4 separate regions of the Sus scrofa genome follow, and all the other regions are linked to region 4. A link is a contact called in public HiChIP or PLAC-seq and promoter capture Hi-C data. All regions are on one chromosome and are shown on one strand. The core of a region is the stretch at or near the end of the contact, and the rest is flanking DNA. Distances in the headings are between cores, read along the strand shown.

The links. Promoter capture Hi-C pulls out the DNA fragments that hold promoters and counts their contacts. HiChIP or PLAC-seq counts read pairs in DNA pulled down with a chosen protein or histone mark.
Region 1: a contact with region 4 is called in an H3K27ac HiChIP or PLAC-seq map of alveolar macrophages. The contact joins the promoter of SSU72 here to the promoter of GNB1 in region 4. A contact is called at or near these places in 1 of 5 promoter capture datasets (fetal liver), 2 of 47 Hi-C or Micro-C datasets (embryonic fibroblasts and mesenteric adipose tissue) and 1 of 2 datasets of contacts at active chromatin or transcription factors (alveolar macrophages).
Region 2: an H3K27ac HiChIP or PLAC-seq map of alveolar macrophages shows a contact between it and region 4. The contact joins the promoter of MIB2 here to the promoter of GNB1 in region 4. A contact is called at or near these places in 10 of 47 Hi-C or Micro-C datasets (blood, embryonic fibroblasts, heart right ventricle and 6 more) and 2 of 2 datasets of contacts at active chromatin or transcription factors (alveolar macrophages and skeletal muscle).
Region 3: a promoter capture Hi-C map of liver shows a contact between it and region 4, with 5 times the contacts expected there. The contact joins the promoter of CDK11B here to the promoter of GNB1 in region 4. A contact is called at or near these places in 2 of 5 promoter capture datasets (fetal liver and liver), 1 of 47 Hi-C or Micro-C datasets (embryonic fibroblasts) and 2 of 2 datasets of contacts at active chromatin or transcription factors (alveolar macrophages and skeletal muscle).

What each region holds. Positions count from the first base shown.
Region 1 is chr6:63,756,154-63,759,861 of Sscrofa11.1, reverse strand. It overlaps SSU72 (RNA polymerase II subunit A C-terminal domain phosphatase SSU72), which reads left to right and starts at 2,402. Exons shown (of 5, transcript XM_003127502.5): 1 at 2,402-3,708.
Region 2 is chr6:63,785,705-63,789,364 of Sscrofa11.1, reverse strand. MIB2 (E3 ubiquitin-protein ligase MIB2) reads right to left here and starts at 2,165. Exons shown (of 20, transcript XM_021097467.1): 1 at 1,562-2,165. It overlaps LOC102160306, which reads left to right. Exons shown (of 5, transcript XM_021097587.1): 3 at 1,545-2,270; 4 at 3,164-3,341. The coding sequence ends at 3,341.
Region 3 is chr6:63,818,356-63,821,931 of Sscrofa11.1, reverse strand. It overlaps CDK11B (cyclin-dependent kinase 11B), which reads left to right and starts at 1,972. Exons shown (of 19, transcript XM_021097470.1): 1 at 1,972-2,091. SLC35E2B (solute carrier family 35 member E2B) reads left to right here. Exons shown (of 10, transcript XM_021097474.1): 10 at 1-1,128.
Region 4 is chr6:63,956,021-63,959,765 of Sscrofa11.1, reverse strand. GNB1 (guanine nucleotide-binding protein G(I)/G(S)/G(T) subunit beta-1) reads left to right here and starts at 2,252. Exons shown (of 11, transcript XM_021097493.1): 1 at 2,252-2,273.

The sequences.
Region 1 (3,708 bases), core at 1,153-3,652, 200 kb after region 4:
GTTACTGCTTAACAAGGACTAGAATTATCCTTTCATCTGAAACAATTCAAAAAATTATAGCTGTTACATGAAACAACAGTTCGAAATATATCAGGCGCAATGCGATGGAAGCCAGGACCGCTGAGAGAAAGGAAGTGAACTGAGTTCTGTGACTTTTCCAGCTTGTTGTCTGGAGAGGTTTCAGGATGCAGATGGAGGGTCAGGGAGAGCTCAGGACTCTCCTGAGTTGAGGGTCTGGGACCAAGACAGCTGCAGTTTGCACGGAAGACCACTGACGCAGAGACAGAAAGAAGTGCAGCTTAGGACGGAGCAGCGAGTGTGTGAGGCCATCACCAGGCCAAGAAAAGACCAGGCAAAAAGGATTAGAGGCACCACTAATCCTGAGTTCAAGCCTGGCCAGGAGCAGTGTCTCTAGCCAGAGCGCACACTCACCCTCTGGGACGCGATGACACACGTATCAGTTGCTGGAGGTTGTCCCGCAGCTCACTGGTGCTTTTCACTTTGTTTCGCTTTTACTTTTTTGTCTGCTTTTTCGGCTGCACCCACAGCATAAGGAAGTTCCTGGGCCAGGGGTGGAATCCGAGCTGTTGCTGCAATCTATGCCACAGCTGTGGCAACACTGGATCCTTAGCCCACAGTGCTGTGCTGGGGATTGAACCAGAAACGCCACAGACACAAGCCAGATCATGAACTCACTGCACCACAGCAGGAACTCTGGAGACATGGCCACGTGTAATCATTGTCTTATTTATTTTGTCTTTTGCCTTGTCTACGGCCACTCCTGCGGCATACGGAGATTCCCAGGCTAGGGGTCTAATCGGAGCTGCAAGCCACTGGCCTACGCCAGAGCCACAGCAACGCAGGATCCGAGCCGAGTCTGCAACCTACACCACAGCTCACGGCAACGCCGGATCCTTAACCCACTGAGCAAGGGCAGGGATCAAACCCGAAACCTCATGGTTCCTAGTCGGATTCATTAGCCTCTGAACCATGACAGGAAGTCCCCATTGTCTTATTATAAATGACTTAAGAATAAACTGAAGTTGGAGATAACAAATATTTCATGAAAATTAGCTAAAGGCTGAAATAAAGTACCTGTTTCATAGCTAATGTCTAATAGCTCCTATTTGATAGGACAGTTTTGAGAAATATTTCTTTTTTTCTAGGCTTATTTAAATATTTTATCATAGTCAGATACATAAGTTTCTCTTATTTTAGAATATCTTCATGGAGTTCCCATCTTGGCTCAGCGGAAATGAATCTGACTCGTATCCATGAGGATACAGGTTTGATTCCTGGCCTTGCTTAATGGATTAAGGATCCAGTGTTGCCATGAGCTGTGGTGTAGGTCGTAGACTCGGCTTGGATCCTGCATTGCTGTGGCTGTGGTGTAGGCCAGCAGCTACAGCTCTGATTCGACCCCTAGCCTGGGAACCTCCGTATGCCACAGGTGCAGCCCTAAAAAGACAAACAAAAATATTTTTTAAAATTCTTCAGGAGAAACATTTCAAATTTAAAGGCCACATCTGACTAAAACAATTAGAGTTACCGACTTGCCATGACGGGAACTTCTACCTCTGAATACTTAATGACGCTTTTTACAAATCAGACAAGTTGTTTTTCTCGATGCAAATAAGTGAGGTTTTCTCAATGCTGACATGTGAGCTCTACTTAAATCGTCCTCCACACCGGGCGTTCGGTGGTCCAGGAGCAGGTCGTGTATAGAACGTCTGTGCGGCAACTAAAGCAGTTTCTGTGGTGGCCTTTTCACACTTGCCCAAATTCAGACACTTCTCTTCCATTTTTCATTTTCCTTGCCCACTTATCTTGCCCCACCCCCACCGCCCAGCACCCTGCTTATTTCTTGAGTCCCCCATGGCATTCACTAAATGTTACCTAGGACCGATGAATTACCAATCTTTTCAGATCCTTCCCAGGATACCACGGTTAAGACCCATTTTTAATTTTCTTTTTTCAGGGTCGCACTGTGGCATATGGAACCTCCCAGGCCAGGGTTTGAATCGGAACTACAGCTGCCGGCAATGCCAGATCCTTAACCTACCAGTTGGGGCCTGGGATGAAACTGGAAACCTCAGGGATACTAGTCAGGTTTGTACTGCTGAGCCACACCAGGAACGTCAAAATGCTATTTTTTAATACCTTTTTACTCGTTTCTGCCCCTAAAAGTTGGTGGGTCTATGGTCTATGGGTTTTATTCTGCAAATCACTGATACTCATGTAAACCAATAATTATATTTTTATTATGTTATCAAGTACACATCATGTGAAAGAAAGATCAACTGTTTAATTATGTTCTCAGATCTGTTACCGCATCTCTGTGTGTGATGCAATGGGACGCTTGCCTGTTTTTTTTTGTTTTTTTTTTTTTTTTTTTTGTCTTTTGTCTTTTTAGGGCTGCACCCTCGGCATATGGTTCCCAGGCTAGGGGTCTAATCGGAACTGTTGCTGCTGGCCTACGCCACAGCCACAGCAACACCAGATCTGAGCGGCGTCTGTGACCTACATCACAGCTCAGGGCAACGCCAGATCCTCAACCCACTGAGCGAGGCCAGCGATTGAACCTGCAACCTCGTGGTTCCTAGTCGGATTCATTTCCGCTGCGCCACAACAGGAACTCCCCATACTTACGTGTTTTAAAAAAGCCAAGAGCAAATGTGTGTTTTTGTTAGTGGTGGTGGTGAGCATGTCTACAGATTTGGCAGTAATGCATAAATTTGTCAAACAGCCCTTCCAAAATTATACTTGTGAAATACACACACACACACACACACACACACAAATTGATCTTAAAAAATTTAAAACTAAAAAGACTAATCACATCAAGTGCCATCAAGGATGTAGAGAAAGTGGGACACTGCACACGGGAATGTGAGACAGTACATTTGCTTTGAAAACAATTTGGCAGTTTCTTAGAAAGTTAAAAGTACACCTAAACATATGCTCTAATCACCCTACTCCTGGGCATTAAGCCAAGTGGGTCCTTAACCCACTTAGGAACTCCTGAGACGTTTCTCAATGCACTGGACATAAGGCAACAAAACCATCTCGCCTGGGAATGGGGCCTGAGCCCTTCTGAGCTCAGAGTCTGTGCATGCAGTGGGGCAGAGCAGCACAGAGCGCCAGAGAGAAGGTCCCTAGCCAGGACAGAAAGGCCAGTGCGGGCAGAGGAGGACATGGGTGAGCTTTCTTGAAGTGGGCGGCATCTATCTGATCTCAGTACTTGGACTGAGTTGAGGTCTGGGGGGCACACACAGAGGTAAGGCACCGACAAGCAATTTTCAGTTGGCGGACGTTAAGTTCTACACAGGAGGTAGGGAGAGGTGAGGTAGGACAGCTACTATATTGGTATTGGAATGGTCAGTACTGATCAGTACTGGTGTGGTGAGGCCATAATGTCTTTGAATTCAGGTTATGCCTTCTGAGCACACTGGGGAGGCCATGGAGGCGTCTTGTTTTCCAAATGTAAACACCTCTATTGTTTGTTGTTGTTGTTAGAGAAAATACACGTCCATCATAACATACAAAGTCAAGGAATTCAAAAAGGTATAAAGAGCATTCTTTATAAGTATAAAGCACCCTTAACCCTAGGCCATTAGGGTTGCGGTCCCACTGCCACATTCCAGGGTAGGTCCCTCTGGACGTTGCGTTCTGTGTGTGTTTAAATACAGAGAGTGGGAGGGGAGGACG
Region 2 (3,660 bases), core at 916-3,415, 170 kb after region 4:
AAAGCAGAACTATTTCTCTCTCTTTTTTTGCATCCTTTAGAGCCCCACCCATGGCATATGGAGGTTCCCAGGATAGGGGCTGAATCAGAACTGTAGCTGCCAGCCTACACCACAGCCACAGCAATGCCAGATTCAAGCCACATCTGCGACCTACACCACAACTGCTAGCAACCCCAGATCCTTAACCCACTGAGCGAGGCCAGGAGTCAAACCCATGTCGTCATGGATAGGAGTCGGGTTTGTTACCACCGAGCTATGACGGGAACTCCCCAGAACTATTTCTAAAGCACTTGTTGAGACAGTATAGAAATAAAGGGTTGACCTTATTTTGACTATTTTATCAGAAAAAAAACTTTAAAAAGCTGCAGAGATTACGTCATATTGAGCCAGGAAGTTGGCAATTGCCTTTACTGAGCAAAATAAAGTTGCATGGAACTGAGACTGCTCTCAACAAAAGGCTGCCACTTCTCTCCTTGCACCTCCAGCTGAGCTGATGATGCTGTTTAAATCGACACCATATGTGGCACAGTCAACTGGCAAAACCTGGTGAATCACAGGCTCCTGTCCCATGGCAGCTCTGGCTAAGGCTGGGGAGAAAATCCCAGGTGCCCAGGGAGTCTGGCCCATTAAGAGCGAGTAAAGCCCTGAGACCTTACGTGGACCGTATGAGCACACCGGCTGAGGGAGACCCCCAGGAAGTACAGGGTGGGCATCACCTGAATTCTGGCCACCCAGATGGGAGCCCTCAGGCACCCAAGCACCGCACAGGACCTACCCTGGGCGGGAGCATGGCATTCAGATACTTGTTGCACCTGGAGCAACAGGCCAGAGGGAAATGGCCAGAGGAGGGGACCTGCCAGGAAGGGCCAGGTTTGCCAGGGCTCCCACTACCAGACTGCCTCATCCCCAGCCTGGCGGGTGCCCCCCGGGAGCCTATCTGGTACCTTTGCCTGCTTCAATTGATTCTGAGCTCAGAGAGAGGATTATTTACTTACACACATACACGCTCAAAAACAAGCCCAAGCCCCTCTGACATGGCATCAGAAGGAATCCAAGCTCGTCAACAGCTCACCTGTCTGGCTGTACGGTCGCTCCCCCCCCACCCCCGCCTTGAAACTAGTGCGCTACAGCTCTGATGCCTGGAGACGTGAGGAAGGGCCTCTAGCCCTGCTGAACTTCAGCGAAAGCCCTAAGCCATCTGACCCTGCGGGGCGGGGGGGGGGGAAGAGGCCAAGACGCAATTAGTACCCCGTTATATACGTGCCCATTCCCTGGAGCTGCCCCAGGGGGCTGCCTCCGGCCCTGCAGGGCTCCCTGGGGTCTGGGGCCGCCGGGAGTGGGGCCGAAGATTGACTCGGCTCTGCAGACGTCAGGGCCCCGCGCTGCACCCTGGGGGGCGCGGCCGGACAGGCCAGGCCGGTCGCCCACCCTTAACTGACCCTTCCTCACTCGCTCGGGTGCGCCCCGCCCCTGTCATTCGTCCCCCTTCTTTGAGAAGCCGCCCTCGCCGCTGCCGGACCATGGCCCCAGTCCCAATGCCCCAGTCGACCCCTTCACTTGCCCGGAAGTTTGCGTCCCGCCCGCTCCGCGCAGGGGCTCCGGGGGCCTGAGGAGCGCCGAGTCTGTCAGCCGGCCAGCTTCGACCTCAGTGTGTGTGACGCCTGGCCGGCGGGCTTCGACTGCTCAGAACCCGCCACCAGCCAGGCCGCCGCGCCACGCCGCGCCGAGCCCGAGCCCGAGCCCCCCGGCCGAAGCCACCCGAAGCCCCCGGCGCTTCAGGGTCTAGGGCCGCCGCGAGCCCTGCCGGGACTTGTAGTCCGCAGCTCCGAGACAGCGGCGGGGGGGGCAGGCCTGAACCACAACTCCCAGGAGGCTACGCGGCGCCGTGACGTAGTGCGCGTGTGGGCAGGATCTACGGACCCAGCCCCGCCCCGACAGCCTGAGGGGCCTCCATCCTTGCTTCCGCGGGAAGGATTCGGGTGGGCTCTGCGCCGCCCCAGACAGGGGACGCGACCACGTCCGCCGGCGCGCGCGCACGTCGGAGAGGGGGCGGACTGCGGGCTGCGGCGCCTCTCCGGGCTGTCACCACCGTGGCGCCCGTGCCCGGGAGGGCCTGCGGACACTACGGCCCCAGGCCTCCCCAGCTACCGAAGACGCGCACGCGCGGGCCCGGACGCGCGGACCAGGCGGCCACGACCTCGCCGCGAAGGGGCGTGGCCTGAACTGGGAGTGCGTCGCCCTCGCTGGCCTTACGTGGCGCACGCAGCCAGGTTCGGAAACGCGTTCGGTTGCCGTGGAGACATGATTGGTTCCGAGATGAATCTTAGTCACAGCCGTGGAGACGGAAGGGTTCAGAGATGAGTCGACGTCACAGCCAACACTTTTGATTTGAGTTACTTTAAAATAAGAGTAAGGCCAGTGCATTTTTTTTTTTTTTTTTTCTCGGCCGTACGCGTGGCTTATGGAAGTTCCTGGGCCAGGAATGGAAACCGAGCCTCAGCGGCGACCTACTCCACAGCTGCAGCAGTGGGATCTTTAATCCACTCCTCCTGGCAAGGATCAAACAAACCCCAGTGCATGGTTTTAATTGACGCAGAACTGAAGACTTAGGGAAAAACATTGGTCCTACGCCAGTCTGCCCAGAGGCGAATATTTCCAACCCTAATATCTTTTCCTGGACAGCAACCTCTTTCTAAACCTGAGAGCAGAGAGTGCTGGGGGTGGGGGAGGGAGTGTGGTTTGGCTGCACCTGCAGCATATGGAGGTTCCTGGGCCAAGGAATGAACCCGGGCCACAGCAGTGACCCGAGCCGCTGTAGTGTCAATGCTGGATCCTTAACCCTCTGTGCCACAAGATAACTCCTGGAAGTGCTGGTTTTTTCTTTTTTAGGGCTGCACCCTTCGCATATAGAAGTTCCCAGGCTAGGGGTCCAATCGGCGCTGCCACTGCCTACCTATGCCACAGCCATAGCAACACCAGATCAGAGCAGCATCTGTAACCTATGCCACAGCTTGTGGCAACACTGACTCCTTAACCCACTGAATGAGGCCAGAGGTGGAACCTGCATCCTCATAGATACTAGTTGGGTTTGTTACCAACGAACCACAATGAGAACTCCTGGAAGTGCTAGTTTTTGATGTATTAATTTTAGACATTTTTATAGGCTTCCCAGTGAGCTCAAAGAGAACCAGACTCTTAAAAGAACTCCTCACTCCCAGCCCATCCCGCAAAGGTACATTTTCCTGACTGTGTTTGAAATCATACAGCTCATCTCAGGAGTCACTGAAGCTCAGTTTCCTTATGCCTTGGTGTGGAGGGAATTCAACCAGAGGAAGCGATAGGTAAGAAGCGGGTTTGTTAATATAGGACTCTTGTGAAGGACATAAGCGGGCAGGCAAAAGCACTCTTCCCCAAGAATTAAGTGGGCTAAATTTCTGTAATCCAAGTCCACCACCTTCCTCTTCCCTTTTAAAAAATATTGCAGGGAGTTCCCGTCATGGTGCAGTGGGAACCATGAGGTTGCGGGTCGATCTCTGCCTCGCTGAGTGGGTTAAGGATCCCTCATTGCCCTGAGCTGTGGTGTAGGTTGCAGATGAGGCTCAGATCCAGCTTGCTGTGGTGTAGGCTGGCAGCTGCAGCTCCAATTTGATGCCTACCCTC
Region 3 (3,576 bases), core at 723-3,222, 140 kb after region 4:
AGAAACACAACACATCTCTTGAGGCCCATCCGAGTGATGTGCCTGAAATATCTTTGCTCTTTCCCTGGGTCGGGAAAGTGAAGGTCCCGTCACAGTTGGAAGTCCTCTTCCATTTGCTTTTGACCAGTGTCGTCACTAAAGGCTCCGTTCTTTTCCAAAATGTGTATGTGCCCCGGTCGGGACCTCCGCCTCCTCCTCCTCCTGCTTCTCTTCTTCCTCGTCCCCTTCTTATTCTTTTTGGCCACACCCAACAGCATGGGGAAATTCCTGGGTCGGGAATTGAACCCGTGCCACAGCAGGGACCCAAGCTGCTGCAGTGACAACGCCGGATCCTTCACCCTCTGCACCACAAGGGAGCTCTGGGACCTCTTCCTTTTCCGAGTTTATCCTCACAGCAACCCTGGTGGATCTACCTGTTTTTCTGCCTCTGCTGAGGAGCCAAGAGCAGTCGGGAGGTTGTGCTGACCAAGGGTTGGCTATTCCCCGGGCAGTTTGGGGTGTAAAACCCTCCAGCTTGCTGCCTCTGAAGTACTTCTTCCTGTTCTGCCGAGGGCTCCAATTTGGAGTTTGATGGCCATTGAATCCATACCTAGATGTCCAAACTGAGGCGGAAACTGTTCTTATTAGCGAAGTCTTTGTGTGTTTTTCAGTTTCTATTTGAGGAAAACTGGCATTCCAACCCATGTGCTGTTTCTAGACTGCAGATGTACGAGTTGAGTCTGGACCTGCCAGGGTGTGTTGTGGGCGCCCTGCTGTGGAGGCCACAGTGAGGGTGACTCCCACACTGAGAAACTTGAAAATTGTACCAGTAATTGTCTGTATCAGAACCAAATTATATTTGCTTTATACCAAACAAAACTGTGGAGAACTAAAAGTACATTGTACAGGATGTCTGTGGTTTATATTTCACCTGTTTCAGTATTTATGTGATTAAATCAATTCTTTCCAGAAAGTAGTTGTTAAGTAACTCAAGTCACTGCAAATTCTGCCATAGTAATACCTCGATGCTCTGTAATTAATCCTGTGGATGCCTCCCGGCTATTTTTGTCTGAAGTAAGCCACTAAATTAAGCAACTATCTAAGGCTCTTGGTCTGCAAAAGTAAAATAAATGTTAAATGTGTACTTCTTTTCTTTGTGTAGTTCTCAAATGCTTGCCCTACTGAAATGAACAAGGGGGCTTCCTTACTGCCCTCACCCCTTTTCAGCATGAAAGGAGTGAAAAAAGTGAAGGTTTGTTCCCCTGTCTGCAGAAACTCAGGAAACCAAGCAAACACCCCCTCCCAGAGGGGAGAGAATTCAAGCCCACGAGCCCTTTTTGGGCCTGAATCCCTCGTCACAGTCTACATTGCCCGCGCCGAGACAGTGAATGTGAATGTTTGTTTTTCATTCCCTTTCTTGAGATCTGAGATCCAAAATGTCGAGCTACCATTTCTCCGTGACCACAAAAGTCTGCAGAGTAATGAGCTGGGCAAGAGGACGGCATTCTACGAGCTTCAGCTGGTCACAGGAGGAGCCTTGGGATCTCAGGGCTTTAAAAACCTTCTCAAGCCGATCTGAGTAAGAGGTCTGAGGACCCCCAGCCGCAGCCCAGCTTTAAAACACGTCCTTGCTCCGGCAGGCCTGCGGCACGTGGACGTTCCCCGCGGGGGTCCAACCGGCAGCCACACCGGCGACAACGCCGGGTCCTTAACCCGCTGCGTCACAGGGAAACTCCTCGCCCCGGTTTTGCGCGAGGTCGAGCAAGACTTCTGTCTCCATATCGGAAAACTCGGAGTCCGCTACAGCAGCACTCAGGGTCCTTCCCGAGCGCCGCGCTCGCCCAGGATCAGGGAGGGACGAGCCGCCGCAGCCGCGCCGGGCCGGGCCAGGGCCCGGGTGTCGTCACCGGTGGGCGTCGACGCGGGCCGTGACGCGCAGGCGCGCGCTGGGCACCCCGCTGGGTACCCCGCTGGGTCCTGAGCCGGCGGCGGGGGCCTGCCCTCCTACGTCATCATCCCCGCGCCGAAACAGGAAGTGACGACCATTCTGGCGCGCGCCGGGCGCTGTTTCTTCTCAGGCTCCGGGATCGGCGGCGGCGGCGGCGGCGGCGGGTGAGTGGCGGGGCGGGGCGGGCAGGGGGACTTGGCGCGACCAGCTCACCCGAGCTCTCGGGTCCCGGTGGGCCTGGGGCGCGTGACCGGGGCGGTCTACATGCCGCGCTTCCTCGTCCCATCGGGCCGCGGGCGGAACTCGGGGTTGAGGAGGCGGCGGGCCAAGACTCTCCCTGAGCCCACCCCTGCCGTGTCGAACCCCGGGTTAACGCGACTGAACCCCAGAAGCCAGGACCCCGCCGCCCGGTCTGCGAGCGCGCCTTTGGAGCCCCCCATCCCCAGCCTCCCCGTGTCCTGTAATGGGGCAGCAGCCGTCGAGTCGGCCAGAGGCTCGCGCAGCCCAGGTGGCCTGTTTTTGTTTTTGTTTTTGTTTTCACAATGAGTATAAAGCCACTTATTTTTAAATTAGCAATGAAAGTATCAAGTTTACTTTAAAAAAATACAAACGATAAAAAACCCTTCACTGGTTGTATTCCAAACTGTAAGCCCGGGGCCTCAATCTCAGGAGAGCAGAGGTCTGTGAGTAGAGCTTGTCTGCATTTTTCCTGGAGCCAGGCCCCTGTCGGACATCATAGCCATGTGCCAGAGGGGGATCCCCCTTGGCTCTTTCTGAATGCTGGGCAATGACTGGGGGCCAGGAGCTTTTGCAAAGGAAGCCCAGGGCCCCATTCTAGGAAGTGTTAAAGTCAAAGCTGAGATGCAAATCAGGGAGGTTGGCTGAGACTGGGAATCTAAGGGGCTCACCACTGGCTTAGCACAGTCACTACCCTAGAAAGTGCCCTGGCTGTTGTTTCTTCTGTGACAAGGGGGTGTGGGATGGGGATGGTGACAAAGAGTCTGCCAAACTCCTCATCCTGGGAGCAGGCAGAGCTGCTGAGTCCTTGGCCTTCCCCAGGTGACTCAGTCCTGGAGACAGGATACTCTAAAGGTCACAGGAATGATAGCAAATTGCTGTGGAATGTTCTCAGGACAAGCCGAGCCTGTGGGGAGACTATCAAGCTGGTCACACCTTCTGTCGGCTAAGCAGAAAAACCTAATAGGGGTTAGCTGAGTCCTCACCCCAACCCAGGTGGTCTAACAACAGTCTCCTGAGGGCAAAAACAGTGCATGGGGAAGGCCATGTGCTGAGCTGTAAGCTTCACCTGGATGGTCCTATTTCATCCCCAGATGATGCTGTCTTGCAGGTGGTTTTCTTACCATTTATCAAATGATAAACTGATGTGAAGTAACTGGCCCTAGACATACAGCTATGTGGCTATGAGAGAAAAATGACTGGAATCCAGGCAGTCATCCTCCACGGCCAATCACTTTTTTTTTTTTGCTTTTTATGGCCAAACCCGCTGCATATGGAAGTTCCCAGGCTAGGGGTCAACTGAAGCCGCAGCTGCCGGCCTACACCACAGCCACAGCAACGCAGGATCCGAGCCACGTCTGCGACCTACACCACAGTTCCTGGCGACACCAGATCCTTAACCCAGTGAGCAA
Region 4 (3,745 bases), core at 1,003-3,502:
TCAGGTGTATTCTCTTTATGTGGCCCCAAAACGGGAAAAGAAAGGAAGGAAGATGGTAACTAGTCTCCATGTGGCTGTGGAGCATTGATGGTGGGAAGGTTAGATGGTTCAGCTGCTGGAGGAAACAGCTTGGCAGGTCTTCAGATTAAACACAGAGTCACCATGTGCCCTAGCAATCCCGCTCCTCGGTAAACATCCAACAGCGTGGAAAACAGATGTTCAAACAAACCCTGTACACTCATGTTCACAGCGGTGCTGTTCACAGCAGCCACGAGGGAGAGCAGCCCGCAAGCCCCTCTGTGGATGAATGATAAACACCCACGTACGGGCGCGCCGTGGATCATGCCGACCGAGGCGCTGACACTCACTCCAACACGGTTGATCCTTGAGAACAAGATGCTCAGTGAGAGAAGCAGCCTCAGAGGGACACAGGTCGTGTGATTCTGCTTGTGTGAAGTACCTGGAACAGCAAATCCATGGGGACAGAGAGCCGCCTGGGGGTGGCGGCAGGGAAGAGACTCCTCCACGGAGGTGGGGGGGGGAATTGCCTTTCCAGGTGACAAGAGATTCCAAGCTGGATGCAGGCGGTGGCTGCACAAAAGTGTGAACACAGCAAATGCCACTGAACTGTATCCTTCCGGAGGGTTAGTGGTAAACTGCACGAGACATGTATTTTCTCAGGAGGTAACGCCAAAGTGGGTGATGAGGCAGCAGCTTGTCTGGGGAAGCTCCGAGTCAGCAGGACTGTTCGAGGAGGCCCCCCGTCTGATGAGGGCGGTGGGCTGCCCTATGGGCAAGGATTTCCTGAGAGAGATTCAGGCCCTGAGATGAACTGGGGCTGAGTCCTTGCCCCCTCCCGGGTGGGCCAGCATGGTGGGGTCTTTCTGTTGGAACGGACAGTCCCTCCAGGTAGGTCCCTAAAAGGGACCTCGGGGTCATCAGGACAATGACCAGGATGCAGACCCAGAGGAAAGAGCCCTTCCTGCCAAGCACTCTGGGGGCTGGGCTATGCCCCCGTGTCAACACCTGGGTGGCCTGGGGGGGCAGGTGTCCTGCGGCGGTTCACGACACGGTATGGCATGTAATGTGGCCTGGCAGTGGTCCCGAAGCGGGAGGGCAGCTCTGGGCCTGGCGGCCTTGCGGACCCACATCCCTTCCCGTCTGCTCAGTGGCTGCCTGCCTGCAGGAAATGGCCCTGGGAGGCGACTTCGTATCAGGTGACCCCAGGCCAGCTTCCTGGCCTGAGCACCAGTCAGGCTCTGGGGCCTCCCCAGGCGGCCCCTGCTGTCTGGACAGGGCAGTGCGCCACAGGCAGCCCCTGCGCCGTCGCCCGGCTCCCTCCCCGCCGCTGAGGTCACAGGTGCAAGCTCTTTATCTGGCAGGTGCTGGCGGAGCCGAGTCCCACGGCTCCACCTGCGGGGAGAGGCATCCCTAGAACAGCAGGAGCAGCCTCCCCTAAGCAGTGGGAGGTGGGGCTGGGTCCAGCGGCCTGCCAGCAGCGCCCTCCCCTCCCAATGGTTCCTGTAGCTACCCGCCCCAGCCCCCAGCCCCTGCCCCTGTCTGCAGCGGCCCGGGCCTCCCCTACTCTGCCGCTGCAGGTGCAGGCAGAACCCTCTGTCAAGCCAGCCTGCTGCCCGGGTACGCTGGGCCAGCGAGGGTTGGGTCCCAGCTTCCTGGCAACAGGGACTCCTCCCTGAGTCTGTGCCCAGGCCTCTAGGTGGCACCTGAGGCCGGGCTGGGGAGAAGGGGGTGGGGGGCCCCAGGGCCCGCCCTCCCCGCGGCCCCGCCCCCGCCCTCCCCGCGGCCCCGCCCCCGCCCCCCGCCCCCCCATCGTCCCCCCCGCTGCGCTGGCGCGGGGGTCTCTGCCTCCCGCCCTCCGTCCTGGTCTCCGCGCTCCCGCCCGGCCCGGGATGTGCGAGGGCGTTTCTGGCGGCTGCACTCCGGACTGGGCGGGCGGCGGCGGCCTGGCCTTGTGCAGGCAGCTGGGGGAAGCGCCGGCGCCGAACAATTGCGGCCTCCCTGCCAAGGGCGCCGCCCAGCCCGGGAGAGGAAATGGGGCTGGGGGCTGGGCGGGCGGCCGCGCTGGCTGCCCCTCGGGGCGCCCTCGGTGCCCGCCTGAGAGGCCCTGGAGCCGCTGCGGGGGCGGGCGGAGCAGACCTGCCGCCCTCCGCCCTGCGTGCCGGCTCTGCCCCCAGCATCCGGTTTCAGGCGGAGCTGCCCAGCCTCGGCGGGGGAGCCAGAACCCGGCCCTGAGGGCCTTGGACCGGCGGCAGGTCGGCCTGGGGGCCGCCCCACTGCCTTTTCCCTGTCCCGAAGCCTCCCCTCCTGACGGCCAGGTGACAGCCCTTCCTCTGCTCGGGTCGTGCCAGCAGGGCCCGTGGGCCCCCAGAGCCTGCCTCCAGGGCTGCGGGAAAGCCGAGCCCAGGCCTCTCAGAACCATGCTGGGGTCTCGGGTGCACGTGGCTGCGAAGCTGGGGGCAGGAGGCTGGCCCAGCAGGAGCCCCAGCGGCCTGGCTGCATCCGGCTGAGCCTGAGGCCCAGGGTCTGCTCATTCCCTGAGCCTGTCATCACCCCTTTACAGATGAGCTGGTTAAGCTGCTACCCTGAGTGCTGGCTGCTCCAACTTGTGTGTGTGTGTGTGTGTGTGGTGTATGGCATGTGGTGTGCAGTGTGGGGTGTGTGTGGTATGGTATGTGGTGTATGTGGGGTGTGTGTATGTGGGTTTTGATGTGTGTGTTGTGTGTGGGGGGGTATGTGGCATGTGTGGTATGTGGCGTATGTGGTGTGTGTGTGTTGTGGGGGGGGTGTGGTATGTGGGGGGTGTGGTATGGGGGGGTGGCGTGTGGTAGGTGGTGTGTGTCCAGGCAGGACACTGAAAAGCCCCCGTGGAGGTTTGCTGGAGGCGGGCTTTCCAACCCCGCAGTCAGGGTTCTGCAGCAGAGGGGCTGCTGCTCCTCAGGGACCCCCAGAGCAGAGTGGCCCCCTGTCGGGCCCCCACTGAGGCCACCTGGTCCCGGGTTCTAGCCCACCTAGGACTGCCCCTCTGGGAGTGGCCCGGAGGCTGCTTGGACCTCCCTAGGGTGTCGGCCCCAAATCTGGGGGGGGGGGACAAGCTGCCCACCCCGGGGCAGCCCCTCCTCCAACCCCACGTGGCACTCCCAAAGCCCCATGGCCATGGCCCCCCCACGTTTTGGTGTCCCCCACGAGGGATGACTGGTTCAGGACCAAAGGTGGGTACAGGCTTGAAGGTCAGCATGATGGGGGGCTTGGGGACAAGGGACATGTCATGCCCTTGGAGAGAGAGGGGCTGCTGCTTCCACTGCCCAGGGGAAGGTGTGCAGAGGTCCTTCTAGGTCGGCTGGCGGCCAGGGGGCCCAGGCCATCCCCCTTCCCAAGGCGGATGCAGTGCCCTCTGCCTGCCACACCAGTCCTGGGCTCTGGGGCCCTGACTACCCTGGCCACGTCCACCTCGGCCTGGCCCCTTCCTGGGCTCTGAGGCTGCCTGCCCTGGGGTCTGCTTGACTGTCACCTCCCTGGGCACCCCCCATCGAACTGTGCCCCTGCTCTCCCGTGCCCCCAACAGGCCTGCCCCTGCCAGGGAGCCATGGGTGGGTGCGCCACCCAGGGAGTTGTGCTGAGAGAAGGACCGGGAGCCTCCTGGCTGTGTGGCCCGTTCTACTGGCCAAGCCTGCCTCTGGAGGCCCACGGGAACTCGGGCTCTGATCACCTACCTTCCGCCCAGCCC